Linked DNA regions of Mus musculus: region 1 is linked to region 2. Evidence: chromatin contacts called from public promoter capture Hi-C data. All regions are on one chromosome and are shown on one strand. Each heading gives the region's core, a stretch centred on a gene start, on an enhancer-like site or on the middle of the called end of the contact. The rest is flanking DNA. Distances are from core to core; before and after follow the strand shown.

The links. Promoter capture Hi-C pulls out the DNA fragments that hold promoters and counts their contacts.
Region 1: a promoter capture Hi-C map of embryonic stem cells shows a contact between it and region 2, with 2.2 times the contacts expected there. The contact joins the promoter of 4930404N11Rik here to the promoter of Sgta in region 2. A contact is called at or near these places in 8 of 39 promoter capture datasets (embryonic stem cells, fetal liver, hippocampal neurons and 4 more) and 3 of 9 other capture datasets (adipose tissue, embryonic stem cells and liver).

The regions. Positions count from the first base shown.
Region 1 is chr10:81,364,211-81,367,628 of GRCm38.p6, reverse strand. It overlaps 4930404N11Rik (RIKEN cDNA 4930404N11 gene), which reads left to right and starts at 1,809. Exons shown (of 4, transcript NM_001014836.3): 1 at 1,809-1,925; 2 at 2,649-2,887; 3 at 2,962-3,087; 4 at 3,393-3,418. The coding sequence starts at 1,843. It overlaps Mfsd12 (major facilitator superfamily domain containing 12), which reads right to left. Exons shown (of 10, transcript NM_028657.4): 10 at 1,404-3,418. It overlaps Fzr1 (fizzy and cell division cycle 20 related 1), which reads left to right. Exons shown (of 14, transcript NM_019757.1): 14 at 79-750. The coding sequence ends at 120.
Region 2 is chr10:81,058,680-81,061,682 of GRCm38.p6, reverse strand. It overlaps Sgta (small glutamine-rich tetratricopeptide repeat (TPR)-containing, alpha), which reads left to right and starts at 1,412. Exons shown (of 12, transcript NM_001358550.1): 1 at 1,412-1,555.

The DNA of each region.
Region 1 (3,418 bases), core at 560-3,059, 310 kb before region 2:
GGTGGTGGGCAAGCCTGCTGTTGTGTCCCTGGGCTCTCACAGCCCTGGCACACAGTCACCTGCATCCCCTGTTCCCAGGAATCTGTGTCTGTGCTCAACCTCTTCACCCGGATCCGATAGACCCCGCAGGCGGGATGTGAAGCCCACAGGCAGAGATGGAGCAGCCAGCATGCATAGGCCTTGCTGTGCCCGCCTTCCCCAGAAGCATCTGGCGGGCGGGAGCCGGAGACCCCAGAGTCTCATTAAATGCCTCATTGTGAGCTGTGGAGCCAGTGTCTGGGACGGGGACATGGGGACCCTCAGCCAGATGGACACTTGCCACCTGTTACCACTGCCCAAGCCATATTGGACACAGCTGAGCAGGAGGCTGAGATCCCATGAAATCCCCAAACCCAGTGTCACCTGGGGACCTGAGCCGTTGTGCCCCTCTCTGCTGCCACTCCAAACCAGAAGACCCTGGGAGGCACTGGCAGGGACCTGGGCCTCTCACCCTGTGACACTCTTAACTGCGTTGACTCTGATTGCATTGCCACCCTTTGTCTGTGTGTGCGCCTTCTGTAACCCCTCCCCGTGGGTGTCAGCTCACCCTGTCCCTAGCCAGCTGCCTTGTCTGCCTCTTCCTGGCTGCCTCTAAGCTTCCTGGGCCTCCCTGTCTTCATACCCCATCTCCACTGCCCCTTGCCTGGGGATTCCCAGTGTGGTGGCTGTGGCCTATGGTGTGTGCACGTGTGTATATATGTATTTGTGACACCTTGGGGTCGGTCTCCTGTGTTTTGTTGCCTTGCCCCAAAACTGCTGATGGCTGGAGAAGCCCCTGGGACACAGTCACTATGGGGTTGGCTGCCTGCAGGCCTGTGGGAGTCATAGCCTTGTGAGCTAAGTGGGTTCTGCACTTAACAGGAGTTTAAGGTTCAGGGCCACCTGCTGCTGTTGACATCTGTACCCAAAAGCAAAATGCCTTTAGATGTGCACTAGTGTCACAGGCCCTTGTGACCTCCTGTTGGTGGAAATCCTGCTGGGCGTGTTCCATATGCAGGGGTAGGTGCAGCCTGCCTTCTGATTCCTGGCTGACCTTCTTGGTGTGTGTGGTTCAGAAGGCACCTGCCCTGGACAGAGCAGCCAGCTGTGACTGTGAAGGCCATGAATGGGAAGGGCTGGTATACAGGTCAGGGTGCAGGTGAGTCAGAGAGTAAGGACCAAAGCCTACAGAGCCAGAACTGCAAGCAGGGAGGGCCTGTGGCTTGGGCTCCCACCCCACAGCAGTGTCCTGGGTAAGTTGGCCAGGACCCTGACTGGAGCAAGCTTAGCATGTTGGTGACCAGAGAGGGGGAGGTGATGTCTGGTGAGAAAACAGGAACCCAAGTGGAGCGCCGCCTATACAGACTGTAAAGGGTTGACTGAGCTATGAGATTGGTTGTTGCTGTTTATTGTCATGAGATACACAGGATGCACTAGCAGAATGAGCAGGCCCTGGGCTCTGCATGTTCAGCGATGCCACCAGTGATCCCAGAGCATTCTCCCCAACCCAAGACTTAGGTATCCACTTCCTTCTGTGGATCTCTAGATCATGGCCCATACTTTGTGGCCTTTGTCACTGTGCCCTTACTTGGATGTGTCTTGAGGACAGAGATGGGGTGGAGACCCACGCTCTAGAGGGCATGACCTCCCGCTGTGGGGCAGGGAGGGGGGAGGGAACACTTTGGGTCCCAGCCCCGCACCAGGAAGTAAGCTGAGGTCTTAGACTGTGGCTGCCCGCTTCCCTGTTGCTGGGATACCTTTGTCCCTGTCAACAATGGCCCCAGGGCCTTGGTGACTAGAGCCTCTGGGCAGGCAGGGCCAGACATGGAAAACGTGAGGCGGGAGGCTACTCGGCCCTCTGTTCCCTCAGGCACCCTTGAACTCTACTTCCCCGACCATCTCTACCGGTGGGTTCCTGCCCTTGGTCCCTTTCTTCACCCAGACCCCAGATCCCCTACCCCTACCAGCAGCTCAGGTGGCTGGGATGGAGGTATGCAAGGGTTGTAAGTTAGGCATTTGCACACACCCACTCCCAAGCAGACAGGTGCTGCCACTCATACTCCCAAGCAGAGGGGTCTATTGATTCTCCTGTCTACAGGTGCTGCAGTGGCAGCCATGTGCCTGAATGCCCTCCCTTTTTAGATTCTTGTGTGTATCCCGAGCTGTTCATAAGCCCACAGAGATCCTCCTGCCTTGGCACACTTAGTGTCGCCACCCACACCTAGCAGAAAAGTCCCATTTCATAGGTCTGCTCACACTTGGGCCTTCCATGGTGCTGATGACAGGCCACCTCACGTGGGTCCCTTGCAAGCCCCACTCCTGCAGCCTGCATGGCCTCCCATGCATGCACCATCTGTGGGGAGTTACAGGCTAGGCACACCCTTGGTCCCTCCTTCCCCCAACAGCCATAAGTGGCTCAAGGCTGAGGCAGGATTGCTGCCAGGTCAACACTGACAACTGCCTCAAACAGGGCCATTCTCGGCTACAAGATATAGACTGCAGGTGGGAAAGTGCACAGAGGAGATGGGTAGAAGGGGATGACTCTCACCCAGCACCTTGGCAAAGAGTTGGGACAGGAAAGCTGGCTGGGACCAGCAGGACGCCCTGGCTCAGTCCCCACCCTCCCTCAGCAATGACTACGTGTCCCTGGAGGGGCCCCGTTGGGCGCCGGCCATCAAACAAGCCGTGCGCTGGAAATTCACGCCCATGGGACGGGATGCGGCCGGCCAGGTGTGGTTCACCGGCCTGACCAACTCAGAACCTGGTGATGCCTGGTACAAGCTGCCCCGTGCTCTTGACACTCCGTACCGCGAGGCCCACACGCGTTGGCACGGCTGCTTTCAGAGTCGCCAGCGTGGCCTGCCGCCCGGTGAGTATCCCACCTCCGGTCGTGCACACCCGTGGGTCTCAAACTGACACCCTCCCTTCCGTGCCTCCCCGCAGCCTACACACAGCACTTGCGGGAGATGGCCTTCTGGGACCCCGCGATAACCGCGCAGTATCTCAACTCAGGCCCGCGCTGGGGGTGCATGCAGTGGAGGGACAGGCAAATCCGTGGCAAGGAGTTCGGTGAGCTGAGGGGATGCGGACAGGAGGGGGCCGGGGGTAGTACTGCACGTGGGTCACTCCACTCTCGGAGGCAGAGATAGGGGGATTTTTGGTCCCGGAGGCAGCCTGGGCTAGCTAGTGTCAAAAGAAAACAATATTAAAAAAAAAAAAAAACGAAAAAATAAGGAGGGCTAGGCCAGCAATGGGCAGAGGTGCGGGAGCGCAGGATGGGCGTGGCCTGGTGGGCTCGGTCAGCATAAGGATTTGGGAGCCCCCCCCCCACCCCCGGCCCCGCAGCTGCAGAGCTCGTCCGGTCCTGTCCGCAGTGGTCACCAGGAACCAGTTCGGGGCA
Region 2 (3,003 bases), core at 163-2,662:
CAGTTTTAGCCCAACCTTGCCTACGGTATGAGACCCTGTCTCAAAGAAAATAAAAAAAGTAGAGTACATACAGCTTTTGCAGAGGGCCTGAATTGCACTGCACCCAACTCTAGCCTTGGGGATTCCATGCCCTCTTCTGATTTTTATAGGCACTGTATTCCCATGCAGACACCCACACATAGACATCCACATAATTCAAAAGTAAAGATAAGTTGGTTTTATTTATTTTTATTTATTAATTTTTTTTTTGGTTTTTCGAGACAGGGTTTCTCTGTATAGCCCTGGCTGTCCTGGAACTCACTTTGTAGAGCAGGCTGGCCTGGAACTCAGAAATCTGCCTGCCTCTGGCTCCCGAGTGCTGGGATTAAAGGCGTGCGCTACCACGCCCGACCTGTTTTTATTTTTATTTTTATTTTTTTATTTATTTTTGGTTTTTTGAGACAGGGTTTCTCTGTGTAGCCCTGGCTGTCCTGGAACTCGCTCTGTAGACCAGGCTGGCCTCGAACTCATCCCGAGTGCTGGGATTAAAGGCGTGGGCCACCACGCCCGGCTCCTGTTTTTATTTTTTGAGACAGGTTTTTCTGTGTAGCTTTGGCTATCCTTTGTAGACAAGGCTTGCCTCAAACTCACCGCGATTCCCCCGCCTCTCCAGTGCTGAGATTAAAGGCGAGCACCACCACTGTCTGGCTGCTAATCTTTGTTTTTCTTTTAGGCATCAGAAAGAAGTTGGGGTGTGCAAAAGATAAGTTTGTAAATAGGTTTTAAATATAAAAATAAGTGAAGTAGATTGTTTAGTGGTTAATCACACTTACTGCTTTCACAGAAAGTGGGATATGCCAGTTTCCAAGATGGGCGAAGTGGATGAAGAGTTCCGGGCCAGGCTGGGCTCGTAGTATTGTCATTTTAAAAAAAGGAAAAAGAAAAAAAAAATTACGAAAACAGGGGGCTGGTGAGATGGCTCAGCAGGTAAGAGCACTGACTGCTCTTCCAAAGGTCCTGAGTTCAAATCCCAGCAACCACATGGTGGCTCACAACCATCCACAATGAGATCCGATGCCCTCTTCTGGTGTGTCTGAAGACAGCTACAGTGTACCTACATATAAAAATAAATAAATCTTTAAAAAAAAAAATTACGAAAACAGAACCAAAAACTTCATAGCATCAGTTAGTGGCTTTGATTCAGATTTGTCTTGCTGAAAGCAGCTAGATCACGTGACAGACTCCATACCACGTGGTCTGCCTTGGTGCCTCAGGGGTCCGCCGCCGCCCCACCGTGCTTTAGGCCTGACCCGCTTGGTGACTGTCAGACTAACTTCCGGTTTTCCTGATGCCTCCAGAGGGCAGTTTCCATAACAACCAGCTTGTGACCCCCCTCTTCGCGTGACGTCACTTCTGTTTTAGAGCGAAGGGTGCACTTGAGCGCATGCGCAAAAGGAAACCTACACAGGAAATGGTTTTTTTCTGCGCAGGCGTCTTGGTCCTGAGGGCGGAGCTTGGCTGCGCCGCGGTGCGCAGGCGCAGCCGTCGGTGGGTCGGGTCTTCGGTCGACTGAGAGGTGAGGCTGGGGGCTCCGCCGTGCCCCGTATGGGCGTCGGGGGTCTGTGGGTTTAGCTTCGCTGTGCTCGGGAGCCCCTGGGACAAAGGTGGCTTGTGATCCGGACTTCTGCTCTCTTCGGGGTCACGTGAGCGGGCGGCGCAGAGAGGAAACTGAGGCAGACAGCGTCCCAACCCACCCCCACCCCTCGTCGCTTTTTCTCACGAAAAGGTCAGCGTTTAGGTGTGTGTGGGGCGGATCTCAGTTTTCTCGGGGCCCCTAAGGTCTAAGACCCTCTTACATTGCCATTCCTCACCCTGGTGACCTTGCTTAGCCTGTTGCCTGCCCACAGCCTCAGTTTTCCTCTTCTGTACAATGGACGTTGTCACCATTGTCTGAGCAGTTGTGGGTGCTCCTTCCCATTGGGAGGGTGTGTTTGATTTTGGTGCCAAAGGTAGGTAGTGTGTGGGTTTGAAGGGCAGAGGGCCAGCTGTGCATGCTAGGGCAAATAGCTTGACCTCTCTGAGGAGGAGTTTTCTTAAAACAATGGTAAGGCAGGTGTGCTGACACATGGGCAGAGGCAGGAGTATCGTGGGACTTCCATGCTAGCAAGGACTACATACTTTGTCTCAGAAAACGAAACAACCAAAAGCAAAGACTCGAGCAAATAGTCTAGAACTTTGGTCCACAACCTATAATCCAGTCTTTCAATTGAGAGGGGGAGACAGCTGGATCGCGGGGAGTGAGTTCAGGCCCAGCCTTGGATACCTAACACGGTGGAGGTAGCTGGACCACAACGTGAGACCCTGTCTGAAAATGAAATCGACATAATTAATAGTTTGTTTGTTTTGAGACAAAGTCTTTATCTGTCTCTGGCTGTCCTGGAACTCACTATGTGAGCCAGGCTGGCCTCAGCGCCACCTCTGCCAGGACTGTAGGTGCCACCACCTCATCTGGCATCATAATTAACGTAAAAAGGATGTCAGTCTGGGCCCGTTTAGTTGTAAGCTGGGCTTGCTGGCTGTCATCCCAGCTTGTAGGAGGCTGAATCGGGAGGATGGAAGTGAAGTTCAAGGCTATGTTGGGCTACATGGTGAAATCCTCTTGTCTCAAAAGCCAGGTTGTAGTGGTGTCCGACTTTGATCCCAGCACTCAGGAGGCAGAGGCAGGAGGAGCTCTCAGAGTTCGAGGCCAGCCTCTGGTCTACAGAATGAGTTCCAGGACAGCCAGGTTGCAGAGTGAGACCCTGTCCTGAAAAACCAAAACCAAAAATGAAATGTTAGCAACAACAAAAACAAAGAAAGTCAGTTGAAATTGTTATGTCTCTGTGTCTGTCACCTGGACATTAATTGTCCTAAGGTCCATTAGCAGAGGTCTGTTAGCCTCTGTGGTGGCTGGTGAAGGCACACGTTCCCCACCAGTTGATTGAGATGACTTTCCTGTTTTGTCCCTCTGTGGTCATTTATTTG